2 separate regions of the Capsicum annuum genome follow, and region 1 is linked to region 2. A link is a contact called in public Hi-C data. All regions are on one chromosome and are shown on one strand. The core of a region is the stretch at or near the end of the contact, and the rest is flanking DNA. Distances in the headings are between cores, read along the strand shown.

Region 1 (6,101 bases), core at 23-2,522, 150 kb after region 2:
CCTTCAACTTAGAGTGCGGGTTCGATCCCTGCTAGTGATTTTTTTTTAATAGAAAAAAAGCTAGGTGCTGCTATAGAAATAAATAAATAAATAATAATAAATACCAACCCTTTTGGAAGGAATTACACTCTCTCCCACTTTTTTAATTACTTTACTCTCTCTTCCTATTAATATACATAACATAGCCGACATATACATAGCATTCTGTGTATATATTGAGATTTTTGTAATATGTTTAGGGAGTTGAGATTTTTTGTAATATTGAAAACATAAGTTGTGTATTTGTGTAATTTTTAATAACAATAATAATAATAATAATAATAATAATAAAAATGACGCCGTTTTAACACAAAAAGTAAAACTTTGACTGTGCATAAATATGACCTTTAACTATTCAAAACTGCACAAATATGACCTTCCTCCAAGTCAGCCCTTTTAACGATGTGGCACCGTGTGATTGGATAAGCTTTCCACATAGGCGCGAGTGAAACTCCCACATGGGAATTGAAAAATCGGAGGTCATATTTGCTTATGTTTAGAATAGTTAAAAGGTCCTATTTGTGCACTATCAAAGTTTAAGATCAAAGTTAAAATTTGATGTCAAGTTTAAGATCATATTTATGTATTATGCCATTTTTAAAATATATTTTTCTCTTACCATATATTTTGGGACTCTTTGATTTTAAAAATATTATAAATATAATAACATAATAATTGAAGTACATAGGTGAAAAGACAATTTTATCTATTGCATCAATTTTTAATGAAGGAAAAAAAGTTCAAATCACTTTTCTATCACACTTTTAATATATTATTTTAATATATTATAAATTATAGATGTGTATAAGAGATAAGCGAGATCAAAAATTCTATCATTAGGATATTCTTTTCATATATTTATTTTATTAGCGTTCTTTCCAAATAAAAATTAAAAAGACTATGAGAACAAAGACTATGAAGTATTGGTCTTTGAGACATTGTTCGCCTTGTCCTCATCAACAGCAAGCAAGATTTTAGAGAAAAGAGACATTATCCCCTGACAAGTCTCGGACTCGAACAACAACGAAGAAGTGAGACGGCCTCAAAAATTAGGTTATTGTTCTATTCCTATACTAGATAAGTATGTCCATGCGTTACACGGGCCCAACATGAAAAGTATATATTCCAAATTGTACCAAAATGATTTAACAAGAAGACGATCAAATATTCAAAGAAGACGATCAAATATTCAAGCAAGTGAAGATTGTGATCTTCGAGCCAATGGATAGCAATTGTAAAGTTATAACTGAAACAACACAGAAATACTAACAACCTTTGTTCAAAGCATAATTTGAGAGTCATTTGATTGTCACTGAGCTCTCCTTGTAAATGAACTGAACAACCACCATGTGTGCAGTCTCTCCACCGGGCCAGATGACATCATCTTCTGTGTGCTAATGTCACACGAGAACAGTCGAGAGAGTGTGGTTGCAAAAACAACTGTGTTAAGATTTCAAGACATTAAAATATGACAGCATTTAAAGGTAAGAAGTTTGTTCCAAACCCCTGGTTAGATCATTACCCTTAAATCATAAACAAATGTGTCAACCATGATCAAGAGGGCAATAGAGTGATCAAATATTATCAGTTTTAGCCTCTAATTGTAGAAAGTTTACGGATGGTCTGGCAATCCAACCTCTGCAAAACACCTCACTGCCAAAGTCAAATGAAACAATGCCACAGTTATAACTCTCCCCATTTAGCAACCAGTAATATGATACATTCGGGTAAGCAATATTGAGGAATTCTATGGAGTATTTGTGGTGCTTCATATTCACAACACGACACAATTTAATAAACAACAGGGCAATCCTCTTTAAAAATCCCTCTAGCTATTGGACACAAAGCATAAGATGGATCATTTCACCACCAATTAACAATTATATTTCTCCAAGCCCAAGAACAAATATATAAGAATTGCCACAAATGCCAAACTAGCATCAAGTGCACCTGAAATAACGTAGTTATGACGCTGCCACCAATATGGCCTATATCGATAAACAACAAAGCCTGACAAGAACCCTACGATGATCCAGGTCGTGTAGTTCACAACTGTGGCAGTTTGCATCATCCCTGTGGCTCCTATTAAACTGGCATGGTGATGAGTTTGATTCATTCTTGTTTAGGGAAAGCCCTGGCTGCTAACCACACAAGTACTGGAGCTATCGCACCAAATAAGAAGAACCAATTGACTATCCCATCAGTTCCTAAATCCTCGAAAATCCTTCTTGGTGCAATCAAACCCCAAATCACTAAATCATCATAGAACACATTATCCAAAGGACAAGTTCACCCGGTGTTGGACAATGTTTTGTTGCATATGTCTGGAATTGTTTCCATTAACCCACGGCTGTTCCCAAATACACGAATTATGCTATTAGAGTCCCTACTATCTGCATTGTCCATTTTCTATTATTGTAAGCATATAGATGTACATATAAAGATACTTAGCATGCAGCAAGAATAAAATTAATAAATCAACTAAGCTCATATTTCCTACAATTTGTGTTACTCATTTTCTATGATTATAAGCATAAAGGAGTAGCGGAAGATAAAATTATACTATATAAATAAGGTTTGTCATAATATTTTTTTTATGAATTCCTGGATCTGCCACTATAAACATATATAAAGACACTTAAAGTGCAACGAAGGTAGAATTAATTAATCAATTAACCTCAATACAGAGTTAGTATAGGGGATCAGCTGCATGAATTATCTGAGAGCCATAAACATTGTTCTTGGAGGAATTTTTATGTAATGGCCGATCTTGAAGTCTTGGAGGAAAGTTATAGCTTGGTTCATACTCTGAATTCTATATTTAGTCGTTTATGTTGAATCATGATTTGATAATGTAAGAAAGTTTCAGCTTTGTGCATGTGTGAAATATAAACACTTCATCTACTTTATACAAATATTGATAAGATGGAATCGATAATTATGGAAGGATTGGAATCAGTTCCATTGATGAGCTTTTGGGTTTATATATCACCAGTTCAGGAACAATGGCAAAACCAAAAAGCTGTCAGATGAGTGTATCTTCTCACAAAGAAATTGTAAATGTATGAGTTGCAAAGTGGGAAAAGAGTATTGTTTCAATGGAAGTGACCTTCTTCAGGGCACTATGTCCAAAATTGAACTCAATTTGATCTCTTAAATAACCTTTTCTTATGCTATTGAAAATATATGATAGGAATAAGTTGGATATGATTAACTTATAATCAGTTAGTAAGGGTGTTTGGATTGGTTTATTTTTAAGGGCTTAAGCACTTTTAAGTGACTTAAAGTAATGTGCTTTTAAACACTTCACTTAAAAGCACTTTAGACTTATAAGTCACTCAAAAAAGTCAATCCAAACACACACTAATCCCCTTTTTTACATCTAATGGATTCTATTTTGCACATTGTGTATCCGGACGGACAGTTAGGCTAAGTATGCTGCCTAAAAAACATTGAACCTTTTATTTTCTTTACTATGGTGTTCAGATAAAACAAACGTTTCTTAGGCTTAAAAGACAGAAGTTTGTGAATAATGTTCAAAACATACTTATTTTAGCCTATAGCTGAAGCATTGTAGTAGAGGTATGTTATATTCAGCAAGAGCACAACAAGAAGGAAATGAGTTTTGTTGCCAATCATAATGAACCATCTAATTGTTAGTAATCTAACCACAATAACTATACAAAGTCAATGCCGTTGAAATATTAACCATATTACCTATAAATTAGTTGATTGATCTAAATTTATATATACAAATAAATTATGTTTCCTCTCATATTAGGTAACACATTTACTTACATATTAGGTGACACTACAACTTCAGATGTTTTGTGTTTAATGGTTGAACTTATATCTTCTAATCTCTATCATTCTTATCATCGAGTTCAACCAGTTCTATTCGCCTCCCTGAGATCCTTTTGATATGGATGGCTCCAACATGAGAACAAAATGAAAGACTCCAAAATTTGACATATGATAGAGATTTGACAACTTATTATATTTATGATCTGAACTTAAAGTGATGGGGAAGGATAAATCTGGTTGCTACTTGGCACAGCCAAGTTGGTTACTAAATCTAAACTCAACCATCATTGCTGAAAATTTGTGAAGTTTATAGAACTACTCTTGATCGATGACCAAAAGAAACAAACCTAATAGTGCCAAAAAGGGGCCAACTAGGGCTAACTGGAACCTAAGAGAGTTTACGCCAAGGATGTCGTAGACATGCAAAACAACAAATCAATCTGATTTCCTATCAATTTTCTAACCTAGCATGCTGATTTTAGCTTATAATTCGATGTTTTGGTACTATTCACATTATCTGGTAGGAAGTCGAACACATGTATCAAATTATACTTTGTTTTTGTAATAAGAATACCTGAAGTAGACGTCTGGATAACATTTTTTTAAAAAGAATCAGCAATAGTGATCTCTTCATGTGCTGCTTTCGGTACTTCAATTTTGCAGTGATATTACTAAAGTAGTCTATTGAAGGAACCTGTAGCTAAAAGTGAATCTCTAGTTCACTTAGGAATCTGAAAATGCAATAAAAAAGAGAAGGGCTTACAATTGCTAGTAGTGACAATTAAAAGAAAAGAGTATAGCACATGAAATTGGTAAAGAGGATGTATATATATTGTAACGTTAATAAGAGGAGATGTGACGGTCACAAGTAAGTCTTTATTGATTTAATCATGAGTTTTCGGGAAAAATCACGAAGTGATCTGTATCTGTGATCTCCCCAAGTTTTGCAGATTCAATCATTTATATTCTTTAATACTTCTCAAGTAAATAATCATGCACAATCTATACGGTAAAAAATACCTAAAACGTATAGAGAACTGGGAGCCGACAGAAAGATAGGCAAGAGGCAGTCACTTTCGGGCATGTTCTTCAACTGGATAACTAACGCATATATGAACCAACTACATTGTCTTCTTCCCTTCCATTGACATGTGAGTTGTGGCTTCTCACCATCTTCAAGCTCAAACAATCCAAATGAATTTTAGAGACAATCTTGTGGTGTATCCGTTTGTAGTGAGTAGGACTTCTTTCTCATTCATCAGTTCTCCCTCGCTCTACTGAAAAGTAGAAATTCAATCATCTTAAAGAGACAAATATTGTCTTTTTTGTGACATTTATTACACGTAAACACACTGATATAAATATAATAATAACATAGACTACACTTTTGTCTACAGTTTTCACTTTCATGAATTTCATGACGACTCAAATTTCATATTCTGTTATGTGCAGGCCATGATGTAACAAACAACTCTCAGTCGAGAGGCTCCTAAAACCTTGCAACAATAAGAGCAAAGGCGTTGCTATCAGTATATGTTGTGGTTGCTACCCTTAAGTTAAGTAAAATCATAAGTTGATAAATATTTGCATGGAAATTCTGCCTTGGAATACATACATATAACTTGCTGCCAGATGAAACATTTGGGGAAGCATTCAAGTTGGTAGGACTTTTCGAATATATGGAAAATGTATTACTTTATAAGTTGGAAAACAATATTTGTGACTCGGTACACATTAACTCGTAGTAAGACTTTGGTACTGGCTTAAAACACTGATTAAGTTAAAATTACATCTATGATCTGTAACTTTGGATCTCCTGTGCACTGCATCAATTGCATGGGCATTCTCCAACATGTCATAAAGAACTTTCAACTGTTTTGTTGTAATTTTCGATCCCCTCATTTGCATCTCATAGATTAAAGCTGTCAGCAAAATGACTGCTTCCAACACATCATGTTTTTCACACAAATTCACTTCAGAGCCTAAGTATTTTTCAATAGACTTATGCAACAGAAATGCATTGCAGGTATTTGGTGGGAACAATATGGTGATGTTGCTCGTACATTGCACAGAGGCTCTATTAAAATACTTAGCCACGTACACAGTACGTTCACTTTTGAGCGAAATTGGAGCACATTTCAGCAATCCACTCAGAGAAGCGAATGAGATTGATAAGGAAACATTTCTAGACCTGATTTACATAAATTATAACCTGAAGCTAGCACGGTGTTTGGTTTCTAAACCTACCGAAGAAGATT
Region 2 (6,069 bases), core at 3,459-5,958:
TGCAAGAAATATTCATCTATGATATCTTAGCAGGAAAAGAATTTGTACTTCAATAGAAACATCTCACAAGTAATTTGACCCAACTTGTGCCGACTCTTCGTGTTCAATGCCGCACCCGTGTCGGATTCTCCAAGAATACACTACTTTTGAAGAATCCGACAAGCATTCGTTGACATTTTTGAAGAGTACGAGCAACATAGAATATTGACTACTATCCATGTAAGTGATATAACAATATAAGACTTGCCAAAATACTTGATACCAAAAACTTGGTAATGTTCATATCTCTTATGATAAAGGGTTAATAGATGATCACTTGTGGAACTCACAAGCTTATACACTCCTCCTAGAGCCTGAAATTCATTATTTAAGATGCACCAGTACGAGTTGAAAATCTTTAGTTATTTGAAGAAGGAAACTCAATGAAATACGCATGACGCGTAGTCTTCAGCTGCATATCTCTTCCATATTAAATATGAAAAAAAACACACACAATTCAAGAGCACCAACAGCCACACCCCTGTCCCAATAAAATAAAATTGAATAGTTGCATTGAGACATCACTCTCAAAAGATTTGTCATTTTAATGTCTTCAAACCATGCATGTTCCAGATCTGTGAAGCAATAACAATTTCGAAATCTTACCCATACTTTCTCCCACTGTGCTAACTTTCTTACTTTGTTTTTATATATGCATATAAGGTGCTAACTTATGTAACACGGTAACATTAGTCTTTTGATTTGCCTTTAGCTTTAGATTTTCAAACTTGATTGGTCATTGTTCTAATTGTATGATTTTTGAGAGTAGTATAATAATGGCAGGCAGGTAATGAAGAGATTCAACTACAATTATTATAGTGATTACTACAATTATTAATTCTAAGTTATTATTATATATTTAATAGGAGTAGTATTTATTTGAATGTATATTTACATTTGGAACAAGTAGTATTATAGGAGTAGCTCTTTAGGGAAGGACACAAAAGTCATTTATCTTTAACGGATATTTTAGTAAATCAATTTTAGACTAAGGGGCTTCTCACATTTAGAATATTATCGATTATAGATTTAGATATAGATGTATGCCTCTGTGTGTACAAGGATTTATATGTATGTATTTGTTTCCCCTCTACTAGGATTTCAAGACCACAGTTTCCAAAGCCACCAAAAGTAGCTGGGAAAATATAAATAATGTGTGTGTGAGTATGTTTGTGTAATTTTTGCTTGTTTCCGGCTTCAACAAATTTGCTTGAACACAGATTTATATGCTAAGAGGAAATTTTATTGGGAACCAAGATGATAGGACATTCATTTGTAGTTCATGTACAATCAATCAATCAACTACATCTTGGTCACAAGGTTGCATGCCTGTATGTGATGAATCATTTGTTTCTTCTGCTCTATTTGGGACAATTTCGTTAAATCTGGTGAAATATTTTTCTTCCAAGGTGGTTATCAAAAAAAAAAATAAAAAATTCTTCCAAGGCAAATTACAGGTTCTCTTGAAACTAGAGGTTTTCTGAACCACCCTTAGCCCTGCCAGGACATAATGTTAGTGTAATAAGAGCAACTAAACCTTAATCCTAACTTCTTCTTATTGCTTGTATAGATCCATTCCTATCATTGTGATCTTCTTTGTTAACTTTGACCTAGGAATCGGAGATTGTAGGTCTTTTGAAGACAACTTCATTCCATGTAGTTCTAGGTCTACCTTGTTCTTCTTAGCACCTTCAAGCAACGTAGTGTCGCACCTATGAACAAGTGTATTTGGAGGATGACATAGTGACATATGGCTCCACATCTATCTAGAAATCCTTATTTCTACTGTGCTCTTTTCGTGGATATGTTTGGCCTTGGATGCCCAATATATCACCTCCAATATCACATTGCTGGTCTCACAGTTGTTCTACAAAACTTGCTTTTCACTTTGTTAGGAATACTCAGATCACATTGCAGTTCATGTACCACATCTTAAACTCCACTACTCCATTGAAGTATCAATAAACACTGGCTCTTAAGATAACGATCAAATATTTTGTGCTTGCTTTTTAACATCTTTCCCTTATAGCAGATAGAAAAATAGAATACACTGGAATCATTTGGTTATAGGTAAGGGTGGCAAAATGGATAAGTTATATGGGATCCATTCACATTAATCCATCTTAAATGGATTGGGTAATGGGTCAAATTGGAATAAAACCTATATAACCCGCTGTTTAATGGGTAAAAAAAAGAGGCTCATTCATTAAAGAAGAAAAAAATGGCATTAAATTATTCTATTTTTTTGGGGGGTGGGGGTGATAAAAAATTAATTTCATTTTAAAAAACAAATTAAAAGAAAGTTATTGTTTTTTGGGGGGTGATTACTTTTTTTTATTTTTAAAAAAAATTCAAAGAAATTCTTTTTTTTTGGGGGGGGAGGGGGTGGGGGGGGTTAAAAAAATTAATTAAAAGAATTTTAATTTTTTTTTGGTGGTGGTGGTTGGGGGGGGTAGTAAAAATAATTTTTTTTTTTTTTTTTTAAATGTAAATTAATTTTTTTCCATTTTTTGGGGGGTGGGGTGGGGGGCTTGGGGGGGGAGGGGAGCTAGGGTAGGGGTTGATCAAAAATTAATTTGTTTTAAAAATTCTTTTAAAAAATTGGGGGTGGGGTAGTAAAGCTTTTTTTTTTTAAAAAAAGAAATTAAAAATTAAAACTTTTATTTGGGGTGGGTGGGAGGGTTTGGCTGTTTATGGGGTGGCGTGATAAAAAAATATAATTTCTTTTAAAAAAACAAATTTAGAAAGTTTTAATTTTTTTTTCTTTTTTGGGGTGGGGGTTAGGGGGTTGGGTGTCGGGGTGAGAAAATTTGCTTTTGAAACTTCAACAAGATCTCTACTATAATATGGGTATCCATATTTAACCACATTATCCATTGGGTAAACTCATTTATCCATAACAAATATGGGTCGAGTCGGGTATTTTACCCATTTTCAATTGACCCATATTCGACTCGACCTGCTCTTTTGCCACCCCTAGTTATAGGATGTATACATCAGCTTACATTCATTCTGTATCTTGTGTTTGCCTATGACAGAGTCTGTTCTAATTCTGCCAGCTTTTGGAGTTCAACTCGAGACTCAGTATGGAAGGTACATACTGCATTATAGAGGTGAATGTTTTGCTATTTGCTTAAAGTTACTTCAAAAATAATTTTTCAACTCTGTTAAAAGATGCTTTTAAAATCAAGGATAACTTGTCATATATTCTGCATGGATCTGTCATTTTGTTTCTGCTTCCTTAAAGATTGTTGTGTGTACAGCCACTTGTTTCTTAATCTCCTCTATGAGATGGGCAACTATGTTAAGTAAACAAGTCAAAGTATTTGGTATATTACTTTTGTCCTGTGCCTACCTTTCTCTGTTTGCGCTGCTCAAGTTATTTTCCTATATGAGATTGGACAGATAAAGTTTTTTTGGATACGGTTGAAAAATGATTAATTTCTTAGGATCACTTGAATATATTTTGATGATACCATGTATGTAACCATGAGGGCACTATTTTATGCTTTTTGTATCTGAACTGAGAAGCTTCTAATTCAGCCTGTTGTTTTAATGCCATGTTTTACTAAAAATAATTCTAATTCAGCCCTTTGTATACAGTGGGAAAACAATTCGCCAGTTTGTTCCCATTAGCAGGATTTTAAAACCAGTGCTGACGGAATGTGTCACACCAGTTACCTGTTATTGGACTCTATCTTTGATTATTCGAGGGGAGGAAGAACTTATGCTAGTTTTCAAGGTGAAATTTATCCCTGCTATATTTCTCTAACAAATCCTTAGCAGTCTTAATACTTGTATCTTTGAGTTGAAGAATAGTTTCCCTTCAAAATGAGATGTCCAGTCTCTAGTTTCTAAATTTGTGTGCTTTTTGTTTGGAATTTTAGATAGAAACAAATAATGGGAGGGCTTTGAACCAACAAAAGGACGTAGCAAAGAATATTACTCCAGTTTATTTTCTCTTTCTTACACAATTGTTATATTTAAATATAATTTCCAGGAATTGCGTCCACCAGTGAAAATGTTAGCGCCTGTCTGGAAGGCTTTATGTGCTGCCATAGAATGTGGAGAATGCACGGAGGCAATTACATAGCTTGTATAATCTCAACCGATTCAACTTTTTAGTATAAATGTTTCAGCACTTGTATTCTTTACATTTGAAGTTGTAAATGGCATGATATAGTTCTCCATATAAATGTTTCAGCACTTGTATTCTTTACATTTGAAGTTGTAAATGGCATTATATAGTTCTCCATATCGTCTTCACATGTTCCCTGCAAAAGGCTAATCATATGAGCTGTTTGGAACCACTTATCATATGGGATACTTTATTCTAGAAAATTTTGTTTTCCTTTTCGATTACCTTGTAAATAAACCAGATGCAGATACCAAAGCTCTAGTTCCAGTTCTTTTTCAGATCTAACCTGAGTGATTTAAAGGACGATATTGTTAATTTCATGAATTGTTATTAGTATGTTGTCAACCTTAAACAATAGCACAACAGGAGCCCACTATCAATCTAGTATACAGAGTTGCCAACGATAGTGCAGAGTAAGGTTCTGCAAAGGTAATTTCTGTTTTTTTTTTTGGTTTTTCATCCGGTGTCCGGTGCCCGCATTGGAGCCCCGACTAATCCGGATTGCGCGTTGCAAGACCCATTAAGGTGGCAGCGCTCTCAATAGAGTTTTCTCTACAACCAGGGTCGAACCTTCGACCTCTGGTTAAGGGTGGAGCAGCCCCATCCACTGCACCACAACTCATGTTGATCAAAGGTAATTTCTGTTGATTGAGCTGCTTCAACAATTGTACTAGGTACAGTTCTGACGAACGTAATTTATGTTAACCATCCCTAGGGTATTGGTTTGGTGATAAGAGTGTTGAATGTGTGAGTTAAGCCACACTTTAAAGTTTGAACACTGCTGAGAAAGACGACCACTGATATAAGTGGAAAAGGAAGGTAAATGGATGTATTATTTATTGAGCATCGAACCATCCTAGCTAGCTGGTCCTCAGAGATTTCTTAGTTATAAAACAAATTTATATAAAACCAATAGATTATCAAATTATTCCTATTTTACAGCAGCTTGAATTGCAAAGTGCAGCTGGTGCCACCATGATCCTGGAAGGAGTTCTAAAATATGTGGTTTGACATGTTTATAGCTGAGGAACAGTCAGTCGAGTCACAGATCACCTTTAGTACGAATGGTCGACAGACATCATTACACATATTTTGCTTCACAATAGAAATTATTTGATGGTCTACGGTAATACAAAGTAGATTAAGAATTATGAGGTTTTAGATTTAATTTTTTTTTTCATCTGTTCATACGTTAGTGGATAAATTATCTAATAATAGGAGAAGGTATCAGATACTGATCTCAATACAACAATTATTAGAATGTAAAACTAAAATTACATAAATATACAAGCTAACTAATTAGTTATTACATAATATCCCTATTTTCAAAAGTAATTACAAATATCCCATATTAATTATACAATATCCCTTCCTTTTATTGTTTCTCTCTCTTATGTTCTTATTACGGGTGTTCATGGGTCGGTTTAGATCGGTTAGTGGTTAAAACCATAACCAAAACTAATTTAATCGGTTTTTGAATTTCTAAAACCAAACCAAATCACAAAAAGAAAATAACCATCGGTTTGGTTCGATTTTTCAAATTTTTCGGTTATTGACTAGTCTACTCCAACCATCTCTAGAATAAATTCCTTCTTTTACCCCATAGAAAAGAGTATCACATTGAACACTTTTTCATGAAATATTTGTATAGTGATGGACAAATGACACTATAAACTCTTAAAAATCAGAACAAACACATTAAACAAAACCAACATTGAGATGAAAAACATCAGCTTTGTATTGTAGGCACTAAGATTATCCAACAGCTTATAAACACATACATGTACATTGTAAAACAGAGCCTTGTATGTTGCAGTGTGCTGCAAGAAGAGACAAAGTTGAGCAAATTTGAGTTATCTGTCTACTTTATAGACTAGCTAGGTGAGCTAATC

The links. A called contact is a pair of places that touch in the nucleus more often than the background predicts.
Region 1: a Hi-C map of leaf shows a contact between it and region 2, with 2.3 times the contacts expected there. The contact joins two enhancer-like sites. A contact is called at or near these places in 2 of 5 Hi-C or Micro-C datasets (leaf and placenta).

Annotation. Positions count from the first base shown.
Region 1 is chr2:8,131,924-8,138,024 of UCD10Xv1.1, forward strand. LOC107858490 (a long non-coding RNA gene) reads right to left here. Exons shown (of 5, transcript XR_001671012.2): 2 at 4,864-5,120; 3 at 4,418-4,574; 4 at 1,562-2,432; 5 at 1,134-1,479. Among protein-coding and RNA genes, the nearest start is that of LOC107858490, 5.2 kb to the right of the region's middle. Within about 2 kb of position 1,273, at least 1 of the 5 cell types and tissues checked has an H3K27ac peak or open chromatin away from gene starts, as enhancers often do. A contact at or near this core is called in leaf, where this site is marked.
Region 2 is chr2:7,982,038-7,988,106 of UCD10Xv1.1, forward strand. LOC107858489 reads left to right here. Exons shown (of 5, transcript XM_016703155.2): 3 at 3,078-3,132; 4 at 3,643-3,781; 5 at 4,040-4,294. The coding sequence ends at 4,132. Among protein-coding and RNA genes, the nearest start is that of LOC107858489, 7.2 kb to the left of the region's middle. Within about 2 kb of position 4,709, at least 3 of the 5 cell types and tissues checked have an H3K27ac peak or open chromatin away from gene starts, as enhancers often do. A contact at or near this core is called in leaf, where this site is marked.